2 separate regions of the Siniperca chuatsi genome follow, and region 1 is linked to region 2. Evidence: chromatin contacts called from public Hi-C data. All regions are on one chromosome and are shown on one strand. Each heading gives the region's core, a stretch centred on a gene start, on an enhancer-like site or on the middle of the called end of the contact. The rest is flanking DNA. Distances are from core to core; before and after follow the strand shown. Region 1 holds the start of atp5f1c (ATP synthase subunit gamma, mitochondrial). Region 2 holds the start of LOC122871305.

Evidence for each region. A called contact is a pair of places that touch in the nucleus more often than the background predicts.
Region 1: a contact with region 2 is called in a Hi-C map of an unstated tissue, with 4 times the contacts expected there. The contact joins the promoter of atp5f1c here to the promoter of LOC122871305 in region 2. A contact is called at or near these places in 2 of 3 Hi-C or Micro-C datasets (liver and an unstated tissue).

The regions. Positions count from the first base shown.
Region 1 is chrLG23:4,394,011-4,400,772 of ASM2008510v1, forward strand. It overlaps atp5f1c (ATP synthase subunit gamma, mitochondrial), which reads right to left and starts at 4,528. Exons shown (of 9, transcript XM_044186258.1): 1 at 4,407-4,528; 2 at 3,739-3,773; 3 at 3,023-3,154; 4 at 2,702-2,909; 5 at 1,857-2,000; 6 at 1,635-1,699; 7 at 1,390-1,545. The coding sequence starts at 4,447. kin (DNA/RNA-binding protein KIN17) reads left to right here and starts at 5,631. Exons shown (of 12, transcript XM_044186252.1): 1 at 5,631-5,896; 2 at 5,995-6,089; 3 at 6,230-6,273; 4 at 6,382-6,504. The coding sequence starts at 5,783.
Region 2 is chrLG23:4,088,170-4,094,439 of ASM2008510v1, forward strand. LOC122871305 reads left to right here and starts at 4,014. Exons shown (of 4, transcript XM_044186263.1): 1 at 4,014-4,376.

The DNA.
Region 1 (6,762 bases), core at 3,278-5,777, 310 kb after region 2:
GGAAATTGTGATGGCCATTTTTCGGACATTTTTTTAAAACTAGTCAGAGAAAATAATTGGGATTTATCGATAATCAAAATAATCTGTAGTTGCAGCGCTGATTACATCTCATGGCTATGGGAAGCACTTAACTGAAACTAATGATTATTTTCCTTTGTCAATGAATCCATTAATCATTAAGTATATAAAATGTCCATCTTTCCCCAAGGTGTCATCTTCAACTTGCTTGTTTTGTCCAACTGACAGTTGATAAATGACTAAACAATAAATCGGCTGCCAAAATGGTTAGCAATGAATATTCTGTCAACTAATCTTTTGAGCACCGATTCAAATACTCAAGAGTGTTGAGAGAGAAGTTTAGGGTCTGTCCCAGTACCCACCACTTGTTGGAAAAACAACACACAGTACACTTCACACACACTTTTCCCTAATACCGCTTGGAAGCGGTATACAGAGCTAAGTGTATCCCACATTTGACTACGGTCTACTGCACAACTGGCACACCAGTCCAGATGTTTGCGGTAATGTGCCTAGAGACTGGTTTTAAGGACCGACAATCAACAGACATGAGCAAGTTTATGACATGTTGGATTCAGCGTGAAAATTATTCATTTCCAAACACTACAAAAAAAGTTATGGCAGAACTACCACACATAATATTACCAGTCTGTTCTTGATGGGACTGATAAGAATTACACATCCATCACTGCCAAGATAAATCTATCCTTTGATTAAAGATTTTGAGAAATGTTCTATACTTAGCTTTTGTCTGTTATGTACAGTAGACTTACATGCTTCTAGATAACTTGATTTAATTGCTTTAATATTTGTAGGCACTCTAAGCTCCTGAATGTGTGTTTTGCATCTTATTGCGACATGAATACCATTTACTTGGTCCTAAATATTGGTTCCAACAAATCATCTGAGCCGGATTGTGCCATGTACAATATTTGTATTAGTGTGAGTGACAGGATGTCCATATTAATCAAGTGTGTCCCAGTGAGCTCTGATAAACTTCCATGCGCTTGCGGCCTCAACAGGCACTTAGGCACTGTGGCAATTACCGGAAATACGTCACACAGGTAGGCGCTTGACTGCTCGTATTGGGACGGACCCTTAGTTTCCCCATGATGGTTTAAATCAGGTTGTGTTGACTACTTCCTGTCGATGATCCCATTTGTGTAAATGGGAGAAATTCTAAATGTTTCAAAGACACTTCAACCCCTCAGATAATTCAGTTGAAGGAGAAACATTGTAATAGCACATAAATTGTCACATATAAAAAGATACTCCATATCAGCACATCCTTTCCTAAAATATCTTGATCAGCCCCTGACTCCTGAGAGACTGGACTTCCTGGCTAACACATTTCACATTCCAGAGTCTTACAGGCATTCTTGCTGGCGTTGTCCATAGCGGTCATCCTGGCACTCTGCTCACTGGTGGAGGACTCCTTCATGGCCAGGTAGATGATGTTGACCAGAGCAAACTCCTGGTAGTTCCTCAGCACATCAGCATCAATGTCATCATAGATACCCATGCTCTCTGTACACAGAACACAGACGTTCAGTATCTCTCTGGCTGGGACACCTGAGGATCTGTGGAAAACTTTTCAACAACTACAACAACCATACCTGCGTTAGCAATTGTGTCTGTGGAAAACAAAGGCTTGTGGTCCGTCTTGTATGAGATAACAGACCTGCATCAGAGAAAGGGGAAATTTATTTTTGTGATCAAGACAATACAGTATTTTATACATTTAAACAGACAAGTCAATCACTCAGCTTATGCAACTTGAAGTGTTTTTACACAAATCCAAATAAAATAAGGAGAAGTGAAAACTGAAAGTATGGTACCTGAATCTGTTGAAGATAACAGAGCCCTGGTCAAATTCATATCCAGAGTTGAGCAGCTCAGTGGCGACGACTGAAGCATCGCCAAAGCTGGGGGGCTTGCGGCCGATGTCCTTACAGTTCAATATGATGTGCTTTCCATGAGTTCTGATAAGGAACAGTGGGTATTATTGGTATAGTAAAATAATCATCACCTGTACACTTAATTCTTTGATCTATAGATTCTATATTTAGATTTTTGCTAAATATGAATTGTGATTTAGAGTCCAATGATGATCTGAATCAGGTTCAACTTTTTCATGCCCATAACCCCATTTAAAATAAATAAATAAATAAAATAAAAATCAAACCGTTCCCATGAGAAAGACGTAATTAAACTCTGAGCTAATTATTGTTTCACCCGGCCCAGTTCTAGAAGAGGCGGAGAAAATGTAATATTGAATGAGAAATTAATTTCACCTCCTTTTCCAAAAATCTGCATCAGAAACAGTTCATTAATCTATTAGGGTTCGACTGAGTGAAGCATGCTGAGCTTCCCTGTTGTCAGCTTTTATGCCAAAGCAATTAAAATAATCTAATTATTACTGTAATGTAAACTTCTACATAATAAAATGATTGCTAAAATTGTAAAATAGCTAGTATGCAAGTGGCTATTACCAACACTGCGAACGGGAAAACTACAGTCACTTACTACAGTTAGTAATTCTGAGCCCCCCCCCACAACACACCAGCTAAATATCATCATACATCAACTAAATAGCTGCTCAGTAAAACAACACTGGATCTGACTCATGGCTTTCATTCATGTTATGAAGATTAACTTTAGGAGGCTCCATTTCCTTTCGTACCTGTGCAGCAGGCCTCTCAGCTTGTCTCCCACATTGATCACCATGACCTCCTTGCCAGCACTGGTCAGGGTGGCGATCTCACTCTTAATGACCTTGGCCACACCAGAGTGGATGGCACCACAGAGTCCACGGTCAGAAGTCACACCAACGAGCAAATGCTTGGTGGCCTTCTCCTCCGGCACTTTGATGTCGGCCTTCTCATACAGGGCTGGAGAGCAGACAGGAAACAGTGGAATCTTAGTTCAGGGTCAAAAAAATTTAACACACTATCAAGAGTAAAATCCTAATTATACCAAGTGAGAGACAATGTGGTGTACATACCCACAGCACCAGTGCCGTAGACTCTGGCTGGCTTCAGCTGCCTCTCAGCACGAGCATACTTGGCAGCGGCCACCATTTTCATGGACTTGGTGATTTTCTGGATGTTCTTGATGGACTTCAACCGAAGGGTGACTAGAGAGAAGAGGATATTACTCACTCTAAACACCAGTATGAGTTATACAATCAACTACGGTGATGTAAATGTGGTACATGCTACACACGAGAGAACAGCACACTAAACTATATTCACATATCTGGCAACTTGACGATCCTTTTACGGGCAAACATGCACACTTTATTGAACACTAACAACTTTTTGTGAATCACTAGGATAGGTTTTGCAATTCAGCATCACTTGTTTAAATGTTTCATCTTATAAATCAGTTCTCCAGTTGCCTGCATAATCACTGTCCACCAAAATAGACACAGCGAGTATGATCAAGTTAAGATCTTTTTAAACTAGTAGGAGGTAGGTCTCATGTAAAACACTTTGCAGTAGATTTATAAGAGATATCAAAACCATGTTTTGCAGCTTGTGTCTTACTACAAACCCTGTACAGACTTATGGAGTTGAGTCTGACATTTCCCCATCAGATTTTGGCAGAAACCATTTAGATATTGCATCTGGGGTGTTATCAGTGTGACATTAGTGTCTGTAATATGTTTTGAAGCTGTTGTCTTTTCATATTAACAGAGTAGTATACAAAAGTACTTACTGTCCTTCAGGGTAGCCATGTTCCTGACCTGCCCACTGAACAGAAATAGTGCATGTGAGCTTAAGCTGCAAGCATTATCAACATGTAACAGCATTATTAACAAAGTCTAACATCAACAGTAGCTTCTAGTTAAACGTCAAGTTAGCATAGACTAAATTTAATTTTTTATTTAAAAAGTGAACATTTACTTTGTTGCTTGCTAGCTCTGCAAGTGTGCTAGAGTCAGCTAGCTTAGTAAGTTAACGTTACTCACTACACAGAAAAAGCGTTGACTGTTAACTCTAACTAACGATATCGCTGTTACTGATGTGTGTTCGACAATGTAGACAAATTATTTGCTCAGAGACATTAATTGGTGAAGTGTTCACTCTCTTCACTAGCCTCTCGCACAATGTCATAACGTTTTGGCAAGTAAATGTCAGCTTAGCTTAGCTAGCTTTAGCTTAGCTAGCTTTAGCTTCTATCCGGCTGAACTTCACAGTGCACCACACCGCTGTCATTCATTAGCCGCGGCCTCCAAGTTAGCATGTCCTTGCAATAACTGCATGCATCACAGATAGAAGACGCACACTTATTCTAATCAGATATATACATGAAGTACATATAAAAATACAATTAAAAAGGTTGCTGTAAAAAAAAAAAAAGTATTTAAATATTTTTGACTTTACCATTGTGGGGCGAACACCAACGCGCTGGTCCTGGCGAACATGATTACTCCGATGAAGGTCAGACTCGCAGGACTGCGCAGGCGCAAGATAAAGGCAAAATGGACGAATGCTCTCTTCACGGACTGCCAGAAATTCCGTACAGATGCGTTTCACACATATGAACGAAGCCATAATGTCTCCAAAAACTTAAATGATCCTTTTAGTGCTTTTGTTATTTCTTGTAAAAATGTCGAATGTTACTCATATAAAACCCCATTTAAAAACATGTTAAATTTCACTCTATTCTTGATGTAAATTATTAAATTTCCAGTTTTGTTCATGCTTTATTGACCAACTAATTGTCTAATTTTCCTCTACACTACATATATAGCTTTGTAATGTAAACTCTGGCTTAAACTTTTCCATATTCGTGTTCCAAGTTAAATATTCTGTCAACATTAAAATATCTATGCCATCTGCCAAAATGTCTGTAGCTACTGCATGAAAATTGAAGAGCATTAGAATAGTCAATTAAAATACACACCTGCTTTACTTAAAAAATTAACAAGCCCAACTTTGAAAACCCCCACAGGTCGTTTCAAAACACTTACCGTCGTTTTGAAGGTACATCCAGAATCCTCAAAAACTCCTATATCCACCTGTATTAAAGAGTATTCCTGCAGTAAAGACATTTTTTATCTCGTTTCCAAAGTTACGACTCTTCTGATTAGCCAAGATGGCAGCCGGACGTGACACAGGTATCTCCATGCCCATTTTGTACGACGCACTGTCGACATTTAACGTTTTACATGCAGATTTATCAAAAATAAAAATGTAATTTCCATTTTTTAAATATTTTCTTATATAACATTTATCTTGTGTAATCTCGCTGGTTGTTTGGTTTACAAAATAATAACAGTTGCAACTTGGGAAATTGATGAATATGTTCCTAATTGTGCAGTTTTTCATTACATTACAGGTCTTTTTCTAAAGTTGGCTTGCATTTATCACTGAGAAATAACAAACTTTATAAGTTCTGCGACCTGAATGTAATCATCAATACAAAAATCTCAATCCACAATCACACGGGAGCCACAAACTGGGGCTAAGTAAGTTTGTTCCAGAAATTTAATTAAATGTTTTAGTAACTTAATAAATCACAACGACACATTTGGTAAAATACGAAGTTTACAATGAGTCCGGGAACGCAACTAATGTTATCGCGTGTTTTAATCTTTCACGCGAGATTATGACGCTACACACGCGGAAGCTGTTTACGTTAATAGTGATGGTGTTCATGGTTTAGCTCTAACCGTGATTCGAGCAGACTTTTTATCACTTTAAGTGTTATTAACAGATAAACGGACGGTCTTGTATGGTTATTGTAGTCGGTCAGAATGGGAAAAGCAGATTTTCTGTCCCCCAAGGCAATAGCCAACCGGATCAAATCCAAAGGTCTGCAGAAGTTGAGATGGTATTGTCAGATGTGTCAAAAACAATGCCGCGATGAGGTGAGATGATCATTAAATCCGTCTTCTTATTTTGTTTATTAGTTGTTGCTGTTGATATTTTGAACTTGAGCTATTTATCTTTGCTGTTTGTTTGACAGAACGGCTTCAAATGTCACTGCATGTCTGAGTCTCACCAGAGGCAGCTGCTGCTGGCCTCAGAAGACCCGAACAAGTTCATGGACTACTTCTCTGAGTAAGTTCCTTTATGACGCCGTGTGTGTGTGTGTGTGTGTGTGTGTGTGTGTTTAACGTTAGCTGCAGTTTCATGAAAAGCAAAGCATGTTAGTGGTGTACTTCAGATGGGAGAGTTCATTCTTGTTTCCTTTCTCCCAGTGAGTTCAAAAACGACTTCCTGGAGCTGCTCAGCAGACGTTTTGGTGAGTACTGATTTCCCACAGATTATCCAGATGTTGTTTACTAGCAGCACTGAGAAACTGTTTCAGTTTGGTCATTTTTTTTGTTCTTTTTCTTCCCCCCATCTGCAGGGACCAAGCGAGTGCACAACAACATTGTCTACAATGAATACATCAGCCACAGAGAGCACGTCCACATGAACTCCACACAGTGGGAGACTCTCACTGACTTCACCAAGTGGCTGGGCAGAGAAGGTAAACTGGGCTTAACATCTGGTTTCCCCCCCTAACATCCACCCAGAAAGGTTCTTCCTGAAGCATTTAGGAAGGGAACTTCTTTTCTCAGACAAACGGATATGCAATAGCTTCCATAGCAGACGGAAGTAGCAGAATTACAATATTAAGTAAATAAAGTACATAATATATAATACTAAGTAAATATTAAATGTAAAATGTTAAAGAGTTTATGGCAAAGGCAGAAGAATATCTTGAAGTATCTGTGTCAGATCCTTT
Region 2 (6,270 bases), core at 2,764-5,263:
GGAAGCATTGGGAGATAAGGAAAAAGGCCAGGCTCTGTGATCCCTCAGATAGTACCTAATCACATTCATTACATCAATTAGGGCAGGCCAACACAACACTGGGCTGGGAGTCAGACCTCCATCTCCTGCTGATCGATGCGCAACACAGAGCACATCCTCTAGTCTTCAACCTCCACCCTGTAGACCACCACACTGTACTTACCCTCACCTGCCAAACTGGTCTCCAATGGTATGGAGTTTATAACAAATTGTTGTTTGGAGGATTCAATCTAAATAAGTTTTTGAAAGCTGGTACCAATATTTCTTGGATTGAGGATGCCAACTGCCAAATTATAAATCTACTTTGGGCTATTTTTCTGATTGAAACAAGTGTGTGGTGATTTGCAGGTTGACAGATCAGTCTAAAATCAGACTAAATGTATCAGTATTTTAGACATCTGGTCATATATTATTGTCTTTTCAATTACTTTTCAATTACTATATTTCAGTGAAAAGCATGTTAAAATATAGTCATTGAAACAGCATTTATGTGCAATATAGATGTCTAAAAAACTGTCACATTTCATAACCTTGATGTAAAGTAAAGGCCTCCCATAGACAGGCAATATAGAATTGATCAATAATACATTACAAATGTAATAAAAGCAAGCTGGATCATATCTCTAAAATCACATACAGTACATAAACACAATCCCAGTATACTGGCAAACCGATCTATTCAACACTAGACCTTTGGTACATTTTAAGTAGTAAGGATATTAAGTGGTTTAAAGCAGGAGTTGAATGCACATCCTAAAATCCCCTGTGTGTAACTCAATCCATATGATGATTACCAAAGTCGAATCTTTAAGAAGTCAAAATTTAGTATCACATTAAAAGTCCAGACAGCAGTTAAGCCTGCACAATGGTTCTTGAATGATAAATATAAAATCATAATCTGAGCTGGTTGGTCGTTAGATGTAATTTCAACAGAATCTTCGGTACTATGACAAACCACAGAGCTGCATTTTCTTTCTGCTGATAGATAACAGAAGCATGGAGAACTCTAATCACAGGTAAAAAATAAAGAGAAAAAGGACAATTTCTGTGAGCTTTACTGGTTCAATAATCTCCACAGTCGAATCCTCTTTAGGAGAACCAACCTGAAACCAAATCCTGAAAATACGTTCATTTAGTCTTGTGCTTTAAACTAATGTTCCCTCTGCTGAGTCCAGTTTAAATGAGTTAATAAGTTAATTTTTAAACATCAATACCACTATAAAATGCTGATAGTGAAACAGCTGAGACCAGGGTCAATATGGTCAATAATATTATATGTCAGGTTCAGTGCAAAGGCACACACGCTGGTGCAGACACCTCGTTCAGACAGGGAGGGTCACACAGAGTTTGAGCTGATGACACACATGTAAGATGTCACAAGGTTGAAACCACATCGCTAGCATGTACTTTACTTCCTGCAGGTGTTGCGTGTGGATGAGGAGCATGTGACACGCTCAGGTGTGGTTTTCATTTGTGGAATGCTGCCTCAAGCATTCACAGCATCGATCAGATGTCTGAGCGGGATTGCCAGCGTGATGGACAGGTATGCCTCAAAAATGTTCATCTATTTTGAAAACTAAATGACTCGTGACCATCAGGTGCACTGTACAGCACGTTTGTGTGCACATGTGCGTCATCAGTGACCTCCTGACTGAGTTGGTTTCCTCCTGAAACCTTTTGCCATCTTCCCCCGGCGACAGAAAACCTGGTGACACCAGGATGAGCGACAGGCGAAGAAGAGGAGAAATGGCGCCGAAAACTGGAGGGAGATAAAATGGGTAGATAAGGTTGGGGCATCTGAGAAAAAAATGGGAAAGTGGATAGATTGCGACAGAAGAGAGAGAGAAAGAAGAAGGGGGGGAGGTGAGAAGAGTGATGCTATTGATACACTGAAGCTGCAGAAAGAGGAGAGGAAGGTGCACTCCATTTTTTCCCCCTCAAAGTGCTATCAGAAGACATACATTACAATGACAGCACTGTGACCACGCCAACCACATAAAAACACACCGCCTTTATTTCATCTCCCACAGATAGTTATTAATAAAAACCAGGACAAGGACACACACACACACACACACACACACACACTCCCAGAGACAGAGAGGAGAAATAGATGAGAAAGAGCAATGGAGAGTTGAAAAGGAGAGACGAAGGAGGAAGAGCATGTTGTGAGGAGGCTTGTCCGCATGACAACGTGAAGTCGAGAGCAATGGGACTCACACCTCGATTTGTCAGTGTGCTGAAATTAGCTACTGGCCACAATCCCATACTCCACACTCTCTCCTGACGTGACAGCTAAAGTATCTCTTTTTCCCCTCTCTTCCCTCCTCTTCCCTTCCAAGTATTCACGTATGCCCTTATTTCTCTTCTTACTTCCCTCACAGACCCTCTCTGCCTTTCTCTCTCTGAGTCTCGGTGTTATCAGTATCTGACACACAGTGAATCAGGGAGTATCTGGCGGCCCGCTATCAGACCTCTCTTCATCTCCCACTGCCCCTCTGTGCTCAGGCCTATCAATCAGAGAGCCACTGCCAGGACAGATGCCACCGACGCAACCGCGACCACTGACACAACTCACATCTACCACAACGTAGCAATGGAACACAACTAATACATTTAACAGCAGTCATTCAGTCACTGCAACAGAGTATAGTTGAGACAAAAGTTTAGCATAATATGATGTCTAATGTAGTGGAATTTGGAAGATTATGATTTTTGATTATGAAGTTAGGTTGGACTGATATTTAATCAAATATTGGCTAGTAAAGTCATCTACTTCACATGCGATGGATGTTTCATGATTTTCCACAAAACCAGCTCCATTGGTGTAACTATGTGAAAACATTAGTGACACCTACCTGATATTTCTGTAATAAGCTGCTAGCCTACATGAGAGAATTTAATGAGTCTGAGTTTCAGTGGAGGCTATGTCCTACATCCCTCTCTACATGCTACCTACTGCACTTTCTCCCATTATATTTGAGTGTCCAAATTCCATGTGTAAAATGCTTGCAACTGTACTGCAGGGGCGGCCTATTAAGTTGTATATCATATAACCCAACGTTCCTGGTTCAGTTTCGGCAAGGTACCTTTGTTGCATGCCATAACCCCCCCTCTCTCCCCAAAATTACAACTATGGAATGAAAAGTGTAGTCTCTACAGAGTGCACAAAAACTTGTTTTTTTGTTTGGCCAGAATTGAACAGGTACACAGTATGTATCATAAGCACTAAGCCACCAAGACATTCCACAGCACACAGAAACTTTTAGCTAAAAATCCCACAACGCAATGTCAATTTCAAGTCCATTTTGTTTGTAAACCCCCTCAGAGGGATTTACAAACTGGATAACATATGACCCCCTTCTATTCTTAGACCTTAGAAAATGCTTTGCCTTTCATACATGTCAAAATTCCAGTTATGCAACATTACACATGTCACCTGTCACTGATACATTAGAACTGGTGAATTTTCTATTAACAAAAAGGATTTCAAAACCTTATCTGTCTGTAAAACACACACACACACACACACACATACATACATATGTTACATATCATTTGTCTAATTTAACAATCTGCTTTATAAAAAAATCTCCATCCTTGTTTAAATGTTGTCATGGACATTCCTTTATTGATCTTTTAACGATATAGACAAAATGGGAATGAAGGCAATAGTGAATGAATGAGTTTTGACACAGCATCAGTGTCCTCAAGATTAGATTGTGAATAGTTTTCCATAAGCCCCTCCCCCATGACAGGAATAATATTTAGTGGCAACAGTATCCACTTGTAATCTTTTTATTTATTTGGCATAAAAATGGCAAAATAAAGATACTGGCTGTGATTCCAGAGTGAATATTGGTGTTCAGCAGCTTCAATTTAAACTGAATGGAGCGTGCTACTTCAGTCACATGATAAACTCTACTGGCTGCAACATATCAAACGCACCCCCAGTGCACTAAGGGCTACTTAAACTGTGTTTGCCCTGCCCACTGTTTGCTCGCCCTGGCTGCCATCAAGCCAACCTGTCAATTAACCCAGCTAAGCTTAAGGCTAACTGTTTTTTTCAAGGGAAAAACTTCATACTAGAGATACTAATGTTCATGAGGCATTTAAGCTAGCTAGCTAGCTAGCCAGCCAGCCAGCCAGCCAGCCAGTGAGTGCCAGCCAGTCAGCCAGCCAGTCACCAACAGTCTCACATGTTGCCTCAGGACTTCTTTGAGGAGGAAGTTTGTGCTGGCTCTTCATCATATCAGAGTTTCCTTTCCTATTGTTGGCTGTTTGGATCCCAAAAAGCTCTGCAGAGATGCCAGAGATGAATGCTTCACTTCAGCTAGGTAGGAGCTGCTTTTGCTAGCATTTATGTTGGGAGTTCATGAGTTGCTGTTTGTGTGCTTGTCTTCTGATGCTGCTGTCTGTTTTGTCTCAGAGATGGTTGTTTATGTCTTGGTGTTTGCTGGCTGCTGCTTTCGTCTTGCTATGTGCAGTATTTGCATTACCATTTACTGTGGATTAATTTCTTGTACTGACTGAACTTATTTTTCTTTTGGTTGTTGTTTCTTGTGTGCATTATGAGGCCTTCAAGCCATTGAATTTACATGGTGGTGAAATATGAATCATCATCATGTTTGAGTATTACTAGTGTAATGAGCTGAAGTGATTGTGCAGCAGTTTGTTTGTTTTGTTGTGGGTTGTTGCATGCCGGCTGTAAGGATGCTTATGACTGTTTTCTTGCACAGTGCCCATCAATACAATTATTCTACTGCAATATGCACTTCATAGGAAACTCAACATGGCTTTTGTCACACAACATAGGTTGTCGCATTCACATTTTTTCTACACACTTCATATTAAGCAAAGCATTAGAGCTCCTACTCTATGGTTTACACTACTGCAACACTCAGTTGCACTCATTGCCAACCATAAGCTCATATCCATGTGCTAATGGTGATCTGACATGTTGGCCTCAAATGCTCACTTCAAACTTGAGGCCCATGTGTGGCTGAGATGCCAGGGGATCACTGCTTCACTTCAGTAAGGTAAGTGCTGATTTCTAATATGTGTTGCTGCCTTGGTCCTGCTCAGTCGCTGTTTGTGTGCTTGGCAAAAGCTATGAAGATTCTGACGCTGCTGTTTTTATTTTTGGGATCTGCTAGCTGCTCATTTCTGCTTGTATACGGTTGTTGTTAATTGTGATGAGAATAATAATGTATGGCACTTGAGACTGTTTTTCTTTTGGTTGTTGTTTCTTGTGTGCATTATGAGGCCTTCAAGCCATTGAATTTACATGGTGGTGAAATATGAATCATCATCATGTTTGAGTATTACTAGTGTAATGAGCTGAAGTGATTGTGCAGCAGTTTGTTTTGTTGTGGGTTGTTGCATGCCGGCTTTAAGGATGCTTATGACTGTTTTCTTGCACAGTGCCCATCAATACAATTATTCTACTGCAATATGCACTTCATAGGAAACTCAACATGGAGACTGTTTTTCTTTTGGTTGTTGTTTACGTACATTATGATACTTTCATATTTTTGGTTCACCTGGTGTTGATATCTGAATTATCATGTTTGAGTGGTACGGGCTGAATGGCTTTTGCAGCAGATTGATGCTGTTGTTTTGGGGGTTGCCTGTTAGCACTGCAAACTCAAACACTTGCGGCCACCACTGCTGCTGCTCATGCAGCTTTGCATGTTTCAGGACAGCTTTGTGTTAGAAAAATCAGGTTTTTGCCGTGTTCCCTGCTGCTTCTCTCGCAGCTTTATTAGTTGGCCCGACTGTTAGTCATTTTGGGTTTAAACTACCTCCTCAAATTGAAAGCGGGGTATACTGTATGTGGTGTTACAGTTAGGGCTGAACAATTACCTCTAGCTGGTGAGTCTTCTGATTGGTTAAACAGACTAACTGATGAAATGATTTTCAGATGTGGAATTATCAGCTAGCTAGGTGGATGTCCAGAGTCAATGACTTTACAAACAGTAAAGATTTAAGCATACCATGTCATCATTTTATGCTTGACAACTATGTAACTGTTATCAGTTAATAAAACACATTTTGAATGCCATTATGATTCCTTCTGAGAAGTATTTTGTAAAAACAAGTATAACTTTAATGTAAACTCTTACTAAATGTGAGCTAAATCTGCATATTTTTCAATAGATAAACTAAGTTTAGTTTGAAGCTGACTTTTCTTTGGCTGAGTGATTTGATAAAGAAAGCCCTGGGAGGACT